Linked DNA regions of Mus musculus: region 2 is linked to region 1. The links are chromatin contacts, called in public HiChIP or PLAC-seq maps. All regions are on one chromosome and are shown on one strand. Each heading gives the region's core, a stretch centred on a gene start, on an enhancer-like site or on the middle of the called end of the contact. The rest is flanking DNA. Distances are from core to core; before and after follow the strand shown. Region 1 overlaps Cntrl (centriolin). Region 2 overlaps Gm39795 (a long non-coding RNA gene).

Evidence for each region. HiChIP or PLAC-seq counts read pairs in DNA pulled down with a chosen protein or histone mark.
Region 2: an HNF4G HiChIP or PLAC-seq map of pancreatic cancer cells shows a contact between it and region 1. The contact joins two enhancer-like sites. A contact is called at or near these places in 3 of 115 datasets of contacts at active chromatin or transcription factors (embryonic stem cells, microglia and pancreatic cancer cells) and 3 of 9 other capture datasets (adipose tissue, liver and pancreatic islet).

What each region holds. Positions count from the first base shown.
Region 1 is chr2:35,169,285-35,174,150 of GRCm38.p6, forward strand. It overlaps Cntrl (centriolin), which reads left to right. Exons shown (of 44, transcript NM_001379274.1): 35 at 1-31; 36 at 1,175-1,363; 37 at 1,737-1,962; 38 at 2,554-2,759; 39 at 3,733-3,873. Among named protein-coding and RNA genes, the nearest start is that of Rab14, 29 kb to the right of the region's middle. Within about 2 kb of position 2,262, at least 42 of the 459 cell types and tissues checked have an H3K27ac peak or open chromatin away from gene starts, as enhancers often do. A contact at or near this core is called in adipose tissue and pancreatic cancer cells, where this site is marked.
Region 2 is chr2:35,267,611-35,272,476 of GRCm38.p6, forward strand. It overlaps Gm39795 (a long non-coding RNA gene), which reads right to left. Exons shown (of 3, transcript XR_003954036.1): 2 at 4,714-4,840; 3 at 1-895. It also overlaps a transcript of Gsn not described here. Among named protein-coding and RNA genes, the nearest start is that of Gm39795, 3.6 kb to the right of the region's middle. Within about 2 kb of position 2,576, at least 123 of the 459 cell types and tissues checked have an H3K27ac peak or open chromatin away from gene starts, as enhancers often do. A contact at or near this core is called in adipose tissue and pancreatic cancer cells, where this site is marked.

The DNA.
Region 1 (4,866 bases), core at 1,012-3,511:
CACCCAAGACCATTTGGACCTAGCAAAGCAGGTAAGGCTCAAAATATAATTGGCTTTTTACAGTTCGCACTGCAGCCTCATAGGGCTCCTCACACAGCATCATAAGGTCGTCTACACAGCCCCATAGACCACCCACACTCCCTCACACAGCACCAGAGGGCCTCCTTACCCAGCACAGCCTTCAGATAAGGCTTTGGTCCTTAGGTGGTTCTCTGATCTATTTCAGCTCTTGATTCATTTACTCAAAGCTAAGAAGAAGTAAGGTAGTAGTTAGACCAAAGTCAAACAGCAGTTCAAAGAAGCCTTACCGAGGATGCTGGGATGTAGGGATCCGTGTGCAGAGCAGCTGTCCATTCAGAGCAGGGTCTGGTCAGGTGTTGACTAGAGCAGCTGTGGCCCTGTGCTTCTGATGACCTTGCTCTAGGTGACTCTGAGTCAGCCTGTGAGAATAGGGCTACAGTTTGTGTTTCAGAGGACTTCAAGCAAATGAGATGAAACACCTAATCTTTCTTCTGTACCTCCAGGGTTCTGTGTTTCTAAGACATAAAACTTTTAGAACAAAAACCTGTTTACTTTTAAGATGTCAGTCTTTTTTTAAAGATTTATTTATTTATTTCATGTATGTGGGTATACTGTCCTTGTCTTCAGGCACACCAGAAGAGGGTATAGGATCCCATTACAGATGGTTGTGAGCCACCATGTGGTTGCTGGGAATTGAACTCAGAACCCCTGGAAGAACAGTCAGTGCTCTTAACCACTGAGCCACCTCTCCAGCCCCCAAGATGTTAGATTCTTAAATTTCTCTGTGTTAAAATTTTTTCAGAATTTTTTCTAAGTTTTGAACTTGTCTGAATATTTGATACAGTAACAAAGGCAGATTAATTCTTGAGTCCAGCACCTTCATTTTCTCGACAGCCCTGGGTTACTTGCAGAGCAGCGTTTATTCCTGCCTCGGTGGCAAGGCCGGGAAGCTCTCACTGTGGTCTCACCATCTACTTGTTAGGCGCTAAGACAAGGAAAGCCAGGAATTAACTTCTAGTCCTGGGTACCTTCCTCTAAGTTTGCTGAGAGGATAAAGGAGGTGGCACTTTTCAGACTTGGTGGGCTCTGGACTGACACCGTCACCTTAGGAAGTGGCTCTGTGAGGTGTTTCCGTGTGTTCTTTTGCCTAAAGGACCTGATCCACACCACCAAGTGCCAGAACGAGTTGCTCAATGAGCAGACGCAGCTGCAGGAGGACATCAGCAAATGGATGGCCAGGTTAGAGAGCTGCCAGAAAGAGACGGAGACAAAGGAACAGCAAGTCCAGCAGCTCCAGGATGAGATCAGAGAGAGCAAGCTCCGGCTGGACCAGCAGGAGATGGTACTGTGCTCAGAGGGGTACTCGCTTCCCGGGGCTCTGGGCTTCCCACCTCCCCACCCAGGTCACACTGCCCATGTGCACCTTCTCTGGGACTCTTTGGTTAATATAACTGATAGGTTGTTAAGTCATCCAGCACTCATCCTGTAAAGAGCTTAGTGGCCACATGCTAGTTAATTAGCGACCTGTATCTTCTCACAGTGGCCAGGTGGCTTCATCGTTACAGAGGCACTGGCATTTGTTCTGTCTGTCTGTCTGTCTGTCTGTCTGTCTCCCCTTCTCTGTAAGCGCTTCTCTCTTTGGAACTGGAATCTGAGGATCATCTGGGACATTTGTTCTTTTAATGATCGACTCAGGTTATTGTCTCTCTATTCAGATGTTTCAAAAACTCCAGAAAGAAAGAGAACGTGAGGAGCAGAAGTTCGAGGCTGGTAAAGTGACGCTGGAGCAGCAGCAGAGGCAGCTGGAGAAGGAGCTGACGGACCAGAAAAGCAGGCTGAAGCAGCTGCTCACAGACGTGTCGGCAGCTGAAGGACGCCTGGGAACCCTGCAGGAAGAGGAGCGGCGCATTGAGGGCCTGGAGAGGATGCTGTCCCAGGCCAGTAAGTCCACGGCCACCATCCAGGGAAGGGTGGGAGCGGGGCTGTCCTGGTCGTCTGGTGAAGTATGTGAGGAAGACCCAGACCTGGCCACCCCAGGAGGAGGCAGGAGAGCCAAAGCAGGAAGGAAGGCAACAGCCCTGGGAAGGATGGCCAAGGACGCAGGGAGGTAGGGCGAATGTATCTTTATGGTGAAGTTTGACCCTGAGACTGGCCAATGTGTCTCTTCGTGCCCTTGAACCGTGCACAGGAAAGCAGGACATTACAGTGGGATGTTAGAGTCTCTGAAGGACAAGTTATTTGGGAGTAGTGACCTCAGCTATTGGGAAACACAGTGTCAGCAGCCGAAGGTTGAATGCATGAGCTAAGCTAGAGTTGGATTTACTTTGGAGTCAGTTTGCTCTCCCTTGGCGAAACTTTCTTGAGCCTGTGGAGTAGGCCGCAGACTTGTGCGAGCCAGTACTAGAGGGAAACAGCAGAGTAGGGAACATTCCACTCACTAACAGGCAGCCTGCACTAAGGAGCACAGGGCTCTGCCCACAGCTGGCCCAGGGCCACGGCCAACCCTACTAAGTGTGCACACTCACATTCCAGAACAGCAGCTTTCAGAACGGGAGCAGCAGCTAATGGCCAAGTCAGGTGAGCTGCTGGCCCTGCAGAAAGAGGCTGACGATATGAGGGCCGACTTCAGCCTCCTGAGGAACCAGTTCTTAACAGAAAGGAAGAAGGCAGAGAAGCAGGTGGCCGGGCTAAAGGAAGCACTGAAGATCCAGCGCAGTCAGCTGGAGAAAAACCTCCTGGTGAGTGTTTGCTGCCCTGGGAGTGTAGGGAAATCAATACGTTTACCCGACTTGACACATGCATTTTTCTTATACACAGCTTCATTATGAAGAAAATAAATCATCCATCAACCCAGGCCCTACCCCAGTGGTTATTATTGGTGTATTTTGTCATAATTGATTGTTGAAGCACACAGTGAGTCTTGGCTGCCAGCAGCCATCCTGTGGACAGCACAGCACAGTAGGGAGCTCTGCCCTCTGCTCAGCCCACTGCAGGCTCTAGGCATTGGGTTGGTAGGCACCTTTGCAGAGCCTCAGGCAGCCTGTTTGTGGCAATCTGCCCTTTTTGTTCAGCATTAATTTTTATCAAGCGTTAAAACCAGGAAGCCTGGTCTACCATGCTTTTACCCATGACCTAAGGGGTGGGGTGGTGATGACATCAGTCAGAGCAGTGTGCACAGTGTTTCCAGGAGTGGCTGTTTCCAGCGCTCTCTGGAGGGACTAGTAGAACTGCTGTATGAAGGAAATCTGATGCGTTATCAGAAGGTGGTGTGCTTTAACTAGGACTTGGGCAGGATGATCGGAAAGATAGATTTAAGCTGGCCATGGTGGCCCAGTCCTCTAATCCCAGACTCAAAACCAGAGGCTGGAGGATCTCTGTGAGTTCGAGGCCAGCCTGGTCTTACAGTGAGTTCCAGGCCAACCAGAGCTACACAGTGAGACCCTGTCTCAAATCAATAAATGATAATCCCTACAGCCCCTGAAGGATGTTGCCCTTTCATGGGTCACTGATGGGGCTGAGGGAGGGGAAGGTGACTTGTCAGAGGTACTGCTAAAGATTTGGCTTCAAACACTGGATTCAAATTCTCCCAGTCACACTACACCTGCCTCCAGAATGCTCCATTTCACAGTTGTAGAAACTGAGGTCTTTACATTGCTGGTGAGTGTGGAACCCGTGTGTGTCTGCAAAGTCCTTTGCCTCCCTGCATGCTAGGAGCAGAAGCAGGAGAACAGCTGCATGCAAAAGGAAATGGCTACAATTGAGCTGGTGGCCCAGGACAACCACGAGAGGGCCAGGCGCCTCATGAAGGAGCTGAGCCAGATGCAGCAGGAGTACCTGGAACTCAAGAAACAGGTGTGCACCCCAGAACCCCAGCTGACCAGCCCGGGCCACTGTGCGGGCACAGGCAGGGTTTATTGTTGTCAGTATCTCTTTAACAGGAATGTGGGACTTGTGAAAGCTGACTGTAAAGAGTGTTCTTCAAGTTAATTTTTTTCTTAGCCTTAAAATTTAGACATAAACTTAAGGAAAAAGAATTGGTTGAAAATCTACTCTTAAAATTAAATGAACTAGCTTTTTTTTAAAAAAGATTTATTTATTTTTATTATATGTAAGTACACTGTAGCTGTCTTCAGACACTCCAGAAGAGGGAGTCAGATTTCATTACGGATGGTTGTGAGCTAGCATGTGGTTGCTGGGATTTGAACTTCGGACCTTCGAAAGAGTAGTCGGGTGCTCTTACCCACTGAGCCATCTCACCAGCCCATGAACTAGCGTTTTAAAGTGATCTTATTTATTTACAGATTTATGGTTATGTGTGAATGTGTACGTGTGTGCGCCCACACCGTGGTGAGCATGAGGAGGTCAGAAGACAACTTGTGGGAGGCCGTTCTGCTCGTGAACTGGGCTCTGAGGATTCAGTTCGGTGTGAGGCTTATTAACAAGTGCCTTACCTGCTAAGCCAGCTCAGCTGACTGGCTTTAAGTGGGTGTGCAGGCCCAGGACCTGAGTGTGCTGGTGGATATGTGTGTGGGAGTGGGAGGAGCCTTGGCTCTCATTCTCAGGAATGCCAGCATGTGTTTAGATGGACTGGCCTGCAGTGAGCCCCCATGCCCAGCACGGTTATGTGTGTTCTGGGGCTTGAGCTCAGGTCTTCATGCTTGCAAGTTTACTGGCTGACTTTTTGTGTTGTGTGTGTGCATGCGCACCCATGCCCTTGTCTGTAGCAATATACATCTGTACACATACATGTGGAGGGCAAAGATCACACGCAGGCGCCATTCCTCAGATGTCCACCTTGCTTTTTGACAAGATTCCCATCTTAGAGTTTCTGTTGCTATGCTAAAA
Region 2 (4,866 bases), core at 1,326-3,825, 99 kb after region 1:
ACAGTGTTTCAGTTCTGAACAGAAGAAAATTTCTTACTGTATGAAGAGAAAGCCCTTCAGCCCATGGCATCAGTGAGCAGCCTGTGATGTCCCTGTTGCTTGCCCATAGCATCAGGAAGTGAGTGCCTGCATTGTTCAGCTCTCCGCCACACCTAGCTCCTGAGCGATGACAGGAGCCGCCTACTATCCCTCTTAAAGTCTAGATAAAAGGGCCTTTGATGGTCATCAAGACACTTAGTCCTTGGAGCTAGGGGTTCCTGGAAGGTTCTCTAGGCCCAGACAGAGGCCTGGCCTGGCCCCAGCTGACACTGAAGAACCATGTCTGGCTTCTGGGGTGCTGTTTCGCTCCATGAGGGAGCTGCCTCTGAGAGATTTTTATCAGTAAGGAGTGTCCCTTTCTGTGTGTACTTTGCTCTCTAGCAATGTCACAAGGACCTTGCATTCTCCCTGCCTGCCCTGCTTTTGCAAACACCGCAGGACCACAAGCAGACCTGCTTGGGTCTAGCTGAGTATGAGCGCTTGCTGAGCTGGCCTGCTTGTTCTTGTCCTGTACCTCCATGAACTCCATGTGAGCAAGATGACCCGGGGTCCTGTCAGATCCGCAGATAGCCTTGTCACAAGTCTCTGGCACACTGATTGCTTTCTCTTCATCTAGAACATTCTCTTCTTTGCTGTGGGAGAGGCTGGCCGGTCTGTTTTCCTGAGCTGCCCCACCCCACCCTTTCTGGGCTTTTGTTTTTTTTTTACTTAAATGCTCACCGGATTCTGGAATCCATGAATCACGTGACAGATATTTAGGCCCTGAGCTGAGTGTTGGAGAATGGGCAAAGAACGAATCCTTTCCATGCATCCTGTGTAGATAGTCATTCCTGCCACTGAGTCAGATTTTCTTCACCTGAGGAGGAGGAGATAGTTTAGGTGCCCGGGGGTGGGGGTGGGGGGTGGGGCAGGTGGACAGTGCAGAAAAGCTTGAGTACAGGACAGCAGGGTGGCTAGGCAGGGAGAGCATCCCTCAGAGGGAATGGGGAAAGTTCAGACAAGGGGATAAGGCCATGCTGCCCTTGACTGTGGGTTTTACTCCAGGCTACTGGGGGCTTTCAGGAGCTTCCCAGTGGGAGACCAGGAGAATTTTATTAGTGGAACCATCATGTATGCACACATGCACATACACACACACACAGATGTACACACACATACAGACACACACGGGCGCACACACACACCCAATGTGGTGTTGTTGCTTTAGGGTTTTCCTCATTGAAGTGCCCCAGTGCTTCCTCATGTGAGGCCTTATGTTGAGAAGTCCTGGGAAATGAGCGCTTTCCCAAGATCCTCTTGGTTCTTTGCCCCACCCTCCCTTTCCTAGGCAGCCCTTGCTGACTTCTGTACTGGAAAGAGAGGTGAGCTGTACCATCCTGCAAGAGCAGTGATACTTTAATCCATGAGGAGACAGTGGTGGCTGATACCCAGGGTGCATTTGCTGACTTCCAAGACGCCCAGGGAGCCAGTCAGCTTTTCATGCCCCTGAGATTAGCACTGGGCTGAGATGAGCATTATGTGCAAGGGGCTGGTCACCTGGAGGAGCCCAATGTGCCTGAGGACAAGTGAGTCATGGGTGGAGACTGAGTTGGGAGCGGCCGGAGGTGACAGGGATGTCTAGAGAGACCTTGAAAGTTAGTTTCAATTTTCTGGGTCACCGCATAGATGGCTGTCAAGGAGAGGAATAATTTGATTGATGGGATTGTAGAGCAGCCAATTGGTGGAAGGCAAAGGGGAGGGTGGGTCAGAGCAGGCAATGCTGAGAGCTGGTAGGAGAGAATGTGTGTTACCAGTGAAGCCCTGTCGCTTCCCTTCACTACACACGCGCACACACACACACACACACACACACACACATTGGCACACAGAGACATACACATATACACATTTATACAGATACATACATACATACATACATACATACATACATAAACATACACTCAGACACAGACACACACACAAAGTGGGGGAGCGAGATGGGGAGGGGAATAGCGAATAGCCAGGCTGGTCTTCTCTGTTCTTTGTTCTTGTTGGGTTCTGTCCCCACTGTCCAGCTAGGCTGACTTGAGTTAGATCTCTGCAGCTCTGGATTCAGGAGTGAGAGAGTCTGAGTCTGAGTCTGAGTCACTATCTCTCTAACCCGAAGGTGCCCCAGTCCCTCTCAGTTTGGCTTTCTGCACCCATGAACTAGGGCTGGATGGTGGCTGGGAAGAAGCCGAGAAGCCTGGTTTAAGTACATGGGACGGCTGGGGAGCCTTGGTTTTACCGTTGGTGAAGGCCCTGCCCAGGTCACAAGTTGCCCACTGGGGACTCCTCTGTGGCCACAAGTCTGTAATCTGAACCAGAAACAAGATGTTCCCAGCAGAGCTCACAGAGGCCACCAGGAAGATTTGGGGGTGGGGAAAGGAGGGTTGGAAATGCCTTTAGCACTGGTGTCTGGCCCAAGGCCAAGCATGGAGGAACTGGTCAGGACTTGTTCAACTCTTCATCCTGGGCTCTCAGCACTCAGGATGGCTAGGTTCTTAAAAATCCTAAACAACACAACAACAGAGGCTATGGATATAGCTCAGATAATAAGAATGCTTGCCTAGGGTAGGCTGGGCCCTGGGATTGGTTCCCAGGACTGAGATGATGATGATGATGATGAGGAGGAGGAGGTTGAGGACGATGATAAAACACAGTTTCCAAATTGATGGGGCAGGGCACAAAGAAGTAGGTGTGAAAAGCAGAGGGTGCCACAGGCAGACTAAGAGCATCCTGGCTGGAAGGGCCCAAAGGCTCACAACTGACCTCCCTAGTTCACAGTTTTGGAAACTGAGTCCCAGGCAGAAGCAATGGAAATAAGAAGCAGAAAAAAAGGAGCCTAGGCCCAGGTCCAGGATTCCCTCTAGGTAGGTGTGGCTCTTTGCTCCAACCCGCTGCCTCCAAGGAGCGTGAATAATGTTCGGTTAACTGTGGGGGAGAGGAGGCGGAGGCTGTTTGTACTCTGCTGCCTGTGGAGTCGGGGCTGGCGCAGCTATTTCAGCCCAAGCCACAGGGTCCTATTTATAGGCCTGTGTGATTAGCCTGGCCTATGTCAAAGGCCTTTTCCCTTCTGCCCTGCCCGGCCATGGCTGAGGACAGAAGCCCTAACAGGAATGGCAAGTAGCAGGGACTTGAGGGTGCTTTCTGCAGCATGCTCAGGCGGGGCAGGCAGGTTAGCCAGTTTAGCCAGCAAACTGTTCTCTGCCTGTTCTGATGCCCTCTTCTGGCCTCCAAGAGCAATGCATGCATGTGGCACAGCGATATTGGCCGGCAGAACTCATGCAAGTAAATAAAATCTTAAAAATAAATAAATAAACAAATAAATGCGATGTATTTTTATTTTATGTGTTTCACCTGCATCTCTTCATCGCTGTATGTGTGTCTGGTGCTGAGGAGACCCCAAGAGGACGTTGCATCCCCTGCAAATGGAGTTACATACAGATGATGGGTGTGAGTTGCCATTTAGTGCTGGGAACTGAACTCAGGTTCTCTGCAAGAGCAGCCAGTAGGTGCTTTGTAAGGGGGGGTGGGGAGGAAGAGGGAGAGACAGAGACAGAGACAGAGACAGAGAGGGGGAGAGAGACACACACAGAGTAACAGGCTTCAAAAAATCAAGTAGCCCTGAATTTAAACTCTGATTTGAGGTTCCCAATTGTGTGGTTGGTCTTCAGCTGAAGCTCTGTGAGCCCGTTTCCTTATCTACGAAGCTGGATGATGGCACCGTAAGTTTTAAATGGTGCTTATGAGGCTCATATCATGGAGCTGAGGAGATGGCTCAGAAGGTAAAGTGCTGGCCCCACACACCTGTTGGCTCCCTGGCATCTCTATAACCAGAGTCCAGGGGAGGGGAGAGGAGAGGGGAGGGGAGGGGAGGGGAGGGGAGGGGAGGAGAGAGAGGGAAGGCGAGGCAAGGCGAGGTGGGAAGGGAAAGCAGAGAGAAGATCACCTAGGGCTTCCTGCTTAGACTGTTAGAGCCAATATGTGAGCTCCCAGTTCAAGGAGTAAACATGCCCCCCCCCCCAAATTAAGATCTCTAGCCTCTACATGCACACACACACACACACACACACACACACAGAGTTCTTGTCATGATGCCCGCTGCATGCTGAGTATCTGTGTGCAGTAGAAGTCTTATTTGCAGGTGAGGAACTGAGGCTCCTTGTGTAGGGCTCTGCTCAAGTCAGGTCTGGGCAGTCCTGGCTTCCCACGCTGCCCCAATTCTCTCTCCTCCTCCTAGCCCTTGGGGCCTATCCTGTTCCTAAGAACAGGGGAGTTTTGTGTAAGGGATTGTTTTTCTTAAGAAGTTCCTTCTGTAGTGCCACATGATGACTCAGAACTCTGAGTCACAGCTGATGGCAGGAGCAGCCCGCCCTAGGAAGGAGGCAGAGGGAAAGGAGAGAAGAAAACAGGAAAGGGACCAGCTAGTCCCAGCTGTCCTGCTGTTTGGTTAAGGAGACCCATCAGGTCCCCTTCTCCTGCTTAGCCTCAGTTTTCCCAACTATGATTTTTACCAAGTGGTTCCCATTGGGGGTTGATTCTTAGAATTGGGTTCCTGGGCCCACCCAGATCTACACAGTCCAAGGCTGGGGCTAGGTTTGGGAGTTTGCACAATTTCCAAACCCGGTCCCCCCAAGGATTGTGCTGGCCCACCTTGTCTGCAGACATGTTCATAGCCACTCTCTACTGGCAGCCGCTCCAGGCGGGTCTCAAGTTGCTGACAATGGAAAGTTGATTTCTCCAGCCGAACACTAGGGCTTTTGTTTCCAAAACAACATCCCTAAAATATATTTTACATAACTGATT